Linked DNA regions of Hordeum vulgare: region 2 is linked to region 1. A link is a contact called in public Hi-C data. All regions are on one chromosome and are shown on one strand. Each heading gives the region's core, a stretch centred on a gene start, on an enhancer-like site or on the middle of the called end of the contact. The rest is flanking DNA. Distances are from core to core; before and after follow the strand shown. Region 1 holds the start of LOC123398932 (actin-3-like). Region 2 holds the start of LOC123395984 (transcription factor VIP1-like).

Evidence for each region. Hi-C and Micro-C count contacts between places; a contact is called where the count stands out from the background.
Region 2: a contact with region 1 is called in a Hi-C map of seedling, with 5 times the contacts expected there. The contact joins the promoter of LOC123395984 here to the promoter of LOC123398932 in region 1. A contact is called at or near these places in 2 of 6 Hi-C or Micro-C datasets (leaf and seedling) and 1 of 1 datasets of contacts at active chromatin or transcription factors (embryo).

What each region holds. Positions count from the first base shown.
Region 1 is chr5H:263,269,257-263,272,803 of MorexV3_pseudomolecules_assembly, reverse strand. LOC123398932 (actin-3-like) reads left to right here and starts at 1,920. Exons shown (of 5, transcript XM_045093373.1): 1 at 1,920-2,107; 2 at 2,695-2,768; 3 at 2,845-3,238; 4 at 3,321-3,547. The coding sequence starts at 2,709.
Region 2 is chr5H:263,567,204-263,570,750 of MorexV3_pseudomolecules_assembly, reverse strand. It overlaps LOC123395984 (transcription factor VIP1-like), which reads right to left and starts at 1,538. Exons shown (of 4, transcript XM_045091008.1): 1 at 929-1,538; 2 at 1-34. The coding sequence starts at 1,419.

The sequences.
Region 1 (3,547 bases), core at 671-3,170:
CAATGGTTGGATGGTTAGAGAAACTGTGGTATCTCCAGCCCAACAGGGTTTAAATCATGGTGTTCGCATTTATTCTTGGATTTATTTCAGGATTTCCGGTGATGCGTATTCAACGAGAGGAGACATTCGCATCGACGACGAGGTGCCTACAGTGAGTTCGTAAATTTCAAGATGATATGCCGGGCCAGTCTCGCATTTATTTTTGGATTTATTTCAGGATTTTCGGCGATGCGTATTCAGCGAGAGGAGACATTCGCATCGATGACGAGGTGCCTACAATGAGTTCGTAAATTTTAAGATGATATGCCAGGCCAGTCTCTTGAAGGTGTACATAGGGATAAGATACGTGTGTGCGTGTTCCTCAGGTGAGTATATGTGCGTGTATATGAACGCTTACGTCTGTATTGCATTAAAAAAAGAAGCGATTGAAACAAGGAGATATGTTGGATCTCCGCAACTCGTTGGTACATATTCACTCCGTCCCATACTATAAAAACGTTTTTTACACTATGGGGCGGAGGGAGTAGATTATTAAGGTATCTTCAACGCCGACCAGTAAATCTCTCGCATGTGTTTGGATTGTGTTGTGTGGACCATAGAAGTCATCCAATACGGTTTTTGTATCGGTTTGCAGCGCGGTCCGTACGTACTTTCTTTCACAAACCAAAGGCAAATGTGGGGGCTTTGCACGAGTTTGGACACGCGACCACGCTCGCTTCTTACCAACCTGACCCGCCTAAACCCCTTCACCCTCGCTTGTGCGTGTTCCCTCCCGGCACCAGTTCTCCACATTCATGTCGATGTAGAGTGCGCCACTCCACATTAGAGACGATTCAGGGTGGATGCGATCTCTCACTGCCTTCGCCATTGAAGAGGCACACCGGGGAGCGGCTTGTCCACGCTTGTTCAATGCTGGAGACGTGTGACTAGACGGGATGAGATGAATATATACCACACCCGTTCAATGCCCCATCCGTTCGTATACCGCCATTAAGAAGGCTCACGTGCCGAGAAACTCACTAAGGTGTCGCGCACAACACCATCATGGCAGAGGGGCAGCCCGCGTCGGCGCCTACGTCGGCTTTAGAGCGAGCGCTGCAGCAACACCAACTGGCGTTGGGCCAGATCAACGGCGTGCCCGTGAGCGAGGAGGCCTTCGCAACCATGGTCGCAGCGAACCCGAACTTCGTCGCGGAGTAGCGTGCCATCTACGATGCCGTCCACGCTTAAGCCGTCGCTTGACCGAAAACGACCGTCGCATAGGTGTAGTTGCACGTGATAACTGAGGCGTAGATTCCGTAACAACGCGAGCTGCACGTCCTACGCACCAGCAACAAACCATTAGGCAACCCGATGGGACGACCACAATGTGAGCACCATCATTTCCCTCATGGACCTAATGTTCACACGCGACGGAGAGGGCGAGTAGTCTTCCGAGTATGCATATGGCATGGGAGGTGACAGGACCTTGTGTTCCACGAGGGCCGGTACGTCTCAAGTGTTCTACTCTTCCTCGTCGGAGACTGCACCTCCACTTCACGTGTCTTATCGCTCGTGCTCATGAAGACGACGGGTGGAGGACGACACAACTTTGAACACCGGACGCCGCCGTCGTAGAATAGGTTTAGGGTGGGGTAGTTTTTTTCAGTTTCAAATGTAATTAAAATCCGGAATTTTCGTCATGTTTGAACAAATTTTGTCTAGTAAATCAAACTGTTATTAAAATGTATGCAGTTATAATTGGATGATGACCTCCAGCATTTGTGTTTACGGACGGCTTCGCTATGTGCTGGAGGATGCGGTAGGAAATTTGCCGCTTATCCGAAACCTATTTTTCTCTTACTATTTTCTCATGAAAACTGGCAGATAAAATTAAATACTTTATTTTATATTTGGCTCAGGAAAATCAAGAGAGGGTTAGGAAATACTCTATATGTGTGCGTATAAAAGAGGGCACGAGGCCAAGCCTAACACTTGGTTCTCCTGCCTCTGCCTAGTTCGCCGCCACCGCCGCCACCCACCCTCTCATCCTCTTCGTCCGCTCTTTGCAGTGTCCGCTCATCTCGGCGGGAGGTCCTCAGGCGGGCAGGTTCCCCTAGATCCCCGGGTAAGCACGTTCGGCCATCCTCGCAGCAGTTCCTTTCTTCTTTTCCAGATTATCCCTGCTAATTTTGGCCCGGAAGCATGCGATTTGTGCGCGGTCGGTGCTGGGGCGTGCTAGATCTGATCAATTACCCGAGAAACGACTAGTTTGTACGGTTCTTGCATGTGCTGTTCTTGCTTTGCCTTTTTTTTTTCCTGCCCCGGAGTGCAACAGTCAGAACCTGGAACTGATGGTTTGTGATGTGCGCTTAGATTGAGTCCTAGTAGAGTTATAACAGCCAAGAAACTGCATGTGGGTGTTCTTGTGTGGTTTTGGATCAGAGTGTATGATTGGACCATCGGTTGATTTGCTTACGTATTTTCCAAGTCATATATGTTGTGTATAGCCTTTGATTTGCTCACTACTATAAAATGGGAGAAAAGAAAAAGCAGAGTTACAACATTTACAACTCAGATGATGTCGTAGGTGCTAACATTGTTGCTGCAACGTAGTAACATTGTGATTTCTCATGGTGAATTTTCTTCTGTTCGTGTGATTTTGTTGGTTGGTATCTGGCAATAATAGCTTTCCTGTCAAAATTTATGCAACAGAGTCACTTAATCAAATGGCTGACGGTGAGGACATCCAGCCCCTTGTCTGCGACAATGGAACTGGCATGGTCAAGGTTTGTATTGCTCCTTTTGGTCAATTCGCCTCAGTCCAGCCTTCATGGTGCTGACTGTGGTCTGTATTCTCCACAGGCTGGTTTTGCAGGGGATGATGCGCCAAGGGCTGTCTTCCCAAGTATCGTTGGGCGCCCCCGCCACACTGGTGTGATGGTGGGGATGGGGCAGAAAGATGCATATGTTGGTGACGAGGCCCAATCCAAGAGGGGTATCCTCACCTTGAAGTACCCGATCGAGCATGGTATCGTCAGCAACTGGGACGATATGGAGAAGATCTGGCATCACACTTTCTACAATGAGCTCCGTGTTGCACCTGAGGAGCACCCAGTACTGCTGACTGAGGCACCCCTGAACCCCAAGGCTAACAGGGAGAAGATGACACAAATCATGTTTGAGACCTTTAATGTTCCAGCCATGTATGTGGCCATCCAGGCAGTGCTTTCCCTATATGCTAGTGGACGCACAACAGGTAATTGTCGTTGCAAACACGCACGTTCTAAAATGTAAGCTTCGTCCTCAATCTGAGCTGAGAATAAATGTTGTTTCTCCAGGTATCGTGTTGGATTCTGGTGATGGTGTCAGCCATACTGTGCCAATCTATGAAGGATATGCCCTTCCACATGCCATCCTTCGTCTTGACCTCGCTGGGCGTGACCTAACTGACTGTTTGATGAAGATTCTTACGGAGAGAGGTTACTCCTTCACCACGACTGCCGAACGGGAAATTGTAAGGGATATTAAGGAGAAGCTCGCATATGTGGCTCTTGACTATGAACAA
Region 2 (3,547 bases), core at 289-2,788, 300 kb before region 1:
CGACCTCGCCGCCGACTGCCGGTTTGCCAAAATTCTACACATAGACATACAATTATCCTAAATTAGTACAACCCAAATACAACTAGGAGACGAACCCTAAACATTGCAAATATCATCCAGATATCCGAGATCTCAAAATTGATAGCACACTTCCAGTAGCAGAAATTATCACTTCCCTCCGTTCCATAGTTCTTGCCGTGGTTTTAGTTCAAATTGGAGCTAAAACATGGAACAGGGGGAGTACAAACATGTGCAGACACCTAGAATGTTAACGATCTCAGCTCAAAGGGGTTTTGAGCGAACACGCTATGACACGTTCAATTCCTGTGTACGAATTTCAAAGCAAGACACGTGGCAATCACTTTTCGCTCCCACGGCCCCTCTGAGCGAACTACGACCTGACGGTAGTTTGGTCAGGATGGCAATTTGAACGAACACATCCGGGATGGAAAATTCTGATTTCTAGAGCATGGGAAGTTTCACCATTTCCCTTTGGTGTAGCATGGCAATTTTCTTCTGCCAGCATGGCAAATCTTGAACTAAGTTGAAATTTTTATTTTATTTTAGGCTGGCAATTGCCCATGTTGCATCATGGCAAATCCATAAAAAACGCATGGCAATTACTCTGCTGCAGCATGGCAAATTCCTGACAATCTTTCTGCTAGAATTGTAAGAAAAATCTTTACAACATGGCAAATCTTTACACAGTAGCGTGGCAAATATATCTGTTTTACCATGGCAATTGTCTCGAGCGTTTGCTCAGAGTGGGTTTTTAGGGAACACTTCCAGATTGCGGCATTTGCTCGCATGATCTCCCATAGGGTCAGCAGGTCCAAAAAAATATGGTTCACATGACAAATTACATCAGTAGATGAGATGACACCACCTTCCGGATCGAGAAAGAAGAACTGAAGATTTATTTCCTCACCTCTTTGCGCGTTTGGGGTCAAGGAGGGCTAGCTCGGCGATCCTCTCGGCCGGCATGGCCTTCTTGGCGTAATCCAGTGGCCCGCCCGACAGCGCCGACTCGCCTTCGAACGGCGAGTTCACCCCATCCATGGAGCCACTCCTCTTATGTCCGCCTCCTCCCCCCTGCAAGGCGAGGCCCTCGAAGAAGGCGGCGTCAAGGGATAGGCTCCTGTTGTGGGTCCCGCCTGGTGGACGGGGAACCGGTGCCTGGGACGAGCTGGCCGCCATCGGCGGCGGAGGAGGCGGGGTTGGGTCGGAGAGCGCCGGGGAATCATCGGAGAGGGATGGGAAGTCGAGGTCGGAGAAGGAGAAGTCTCCATCGGGGTCGAGGAAGAGGTCGGTGTCGGGGAAGCGCAGAAACGTCTCCGAATGGGCCCGCCGGTGGTGCCCTCGCACGGCAGCGCCGCCGGAGGACGGCACCGGGGTGGGAAGCTGGAAGCGCGGGTCCATGGCGGCCAACGGGAGGTCTACGCCGGCGGCGGCGGCGGCGGCGGCGGCGCGTGGAGTCGAGCTGGGAGGCGTTGCGCTGTGTGTGTGTGTGTGTGTGTGTGTGTGTGTTTGAGCTCGGGGGATCGAGTTGGTGAGATACGTGTGAGGAGAAAATGGGGGCAGGCCGCGTGGGTGGTGCCGCGCTCCCCTGCGTGCCCCCGGTGCACAGCCTGAACAAATCGCGAGGCGCAATGGACGGTCCAAAGTGGTGAGGAGAGTCCAGGAGCTGTAGAGAATCTTCATCGGGAGCCTCAAGTGTGGACGCGAGGTGGAAAAGGGTGTCCGGGTGGACCTGGCGTACGGTGCGGCCACCGGGAAGTACAAATCGCTAGGACGTTCCTCTTAGGACTTTTTCAATGTCCTCACCTTAATTTAAAACTATAACATAAAATGAATTTTGTATAAAAACTATTTCACGATCTGACCCTTTTAGAAATGTCACAACCCGTGGCGTTGCTGCTGCACATAGCAACTCCTGTCTACCGTGACGTTTCTGTTCCACATTCACACGCCTAACTAGCTTGCGTTGGAGCTCACATACAAATGCGAGTGGGTGTGGCGTTGCTACCATGCGACAAACGCCATGTACCATGGTGTTGCTGGGCAGCGATACCTGCTACCTGTTGCACCTGCATGTGGTCTGGGTCAACGCACGGCAAGAAAGAAGGAAATAGAGAAAAACAGGCAGGTCTCGATGCGAGTGAGGTCCTATGGTACTCTGCGAGTACAATTAGCTTTAGCTCCGCAGAGCGCAGCTGTAGGAGAGAGAGTTAGACATGATGGCAGGATGGGCAAGAAAAGGCTCAAGTTGAGGGGTTAAAGCAATGCTGCGTCGCAGCGGTCGGTGTGATGGTGTGCGTGGCCGAGGAGTGGGGCATTGGGTCGTAGGGGTCCTGCCTCTGCCTGCCATAATGCATGCAGGTGCAGCAGGTATGCGTGCCCCGAATTTCTTGTACTGCTTCTCACATCACAGCTGCCTGCCACGAATTTCTTATACTGCATCTGCCTGCTCACATCACATCCTTGTCATGTATGCCTCTGCCTGCCATGAATTTCTTGTATTGCTGCTCACATCACAGCTCACAGCTACCATAACACATGCAGGTGCAGCAGGCATGCGTTGACCCATGCAAGTCCAGCAACGCCATGGTACATGACGTTTGTCACCTGGGTAGCAACGCCAGACCCACTGGCGTTTCTATGTGAGCTGCAACGCGAGCTAGTTAGGCGTGTGAATGTGGAGCAGAAACACCATGGTAGAGTGACGTTTCTATATGGAGAAGCAACGCCACGGGTGTGGCGTTTCTAAAAGGGTCAAATCGTGAAATGGTTTCGTACGGAGTTCATTTTGTGCTATTGTTCAGATTAAGGTTAGAACAGTGAAAAAACTCTTCCTCTTATGCCTTGGTTTGTGGGTTGGGTCCTCGGGCACCTCCTCCACCGCCTATGAGCTCTATAAATACCCTAATATTTTAAAAAGCCTAAATGAGTCGACGAAAAATCGTTTCAGCTGCCGCAAGTTCCATAATCCACGAAATCCAATCTATAGCCAGTTCCGGAAAGGAACACGATCACGGGGGGAGGAGGTTCATCATCCTCATCGGTGCTCCTCCGATGATGCGTGAGTAGTTCATATCATACCTACGGGTCCATAGGCAGTAGCTAGATGGATTTCTCTCTAGTTTTGCTTCTCATTACAATGGTCTTTTGGAGATCTATTTGATGTAACTCTTTCTTTCGCGGTGTGTTTGTTAGGATCCGATGAACTATGAGTTTATGATCAGATCTATGAAATTATATCCATGCTTGATTATTATAGCCTCGTATTTTTTCTCTGATATTTGGGTTTTGTTTGGCCAACTTGATCTTTTTATCTTGCAATGGGAAGATGTTCTTTGTGATGGATTCGATCTTGCGGTCCTCAATCTTGGTGACAAAAGAGACATGACACGCATGTATCATTGCTATTAAGGATAAACGATGGGGGTCTATTCCTACATTAATATATCTTGTCTACATCATGTCATCATTCTTAAAGCATTCCCCTGTTTCTCCATGCACTTAATACACTAGATGCATGCTAGATAGG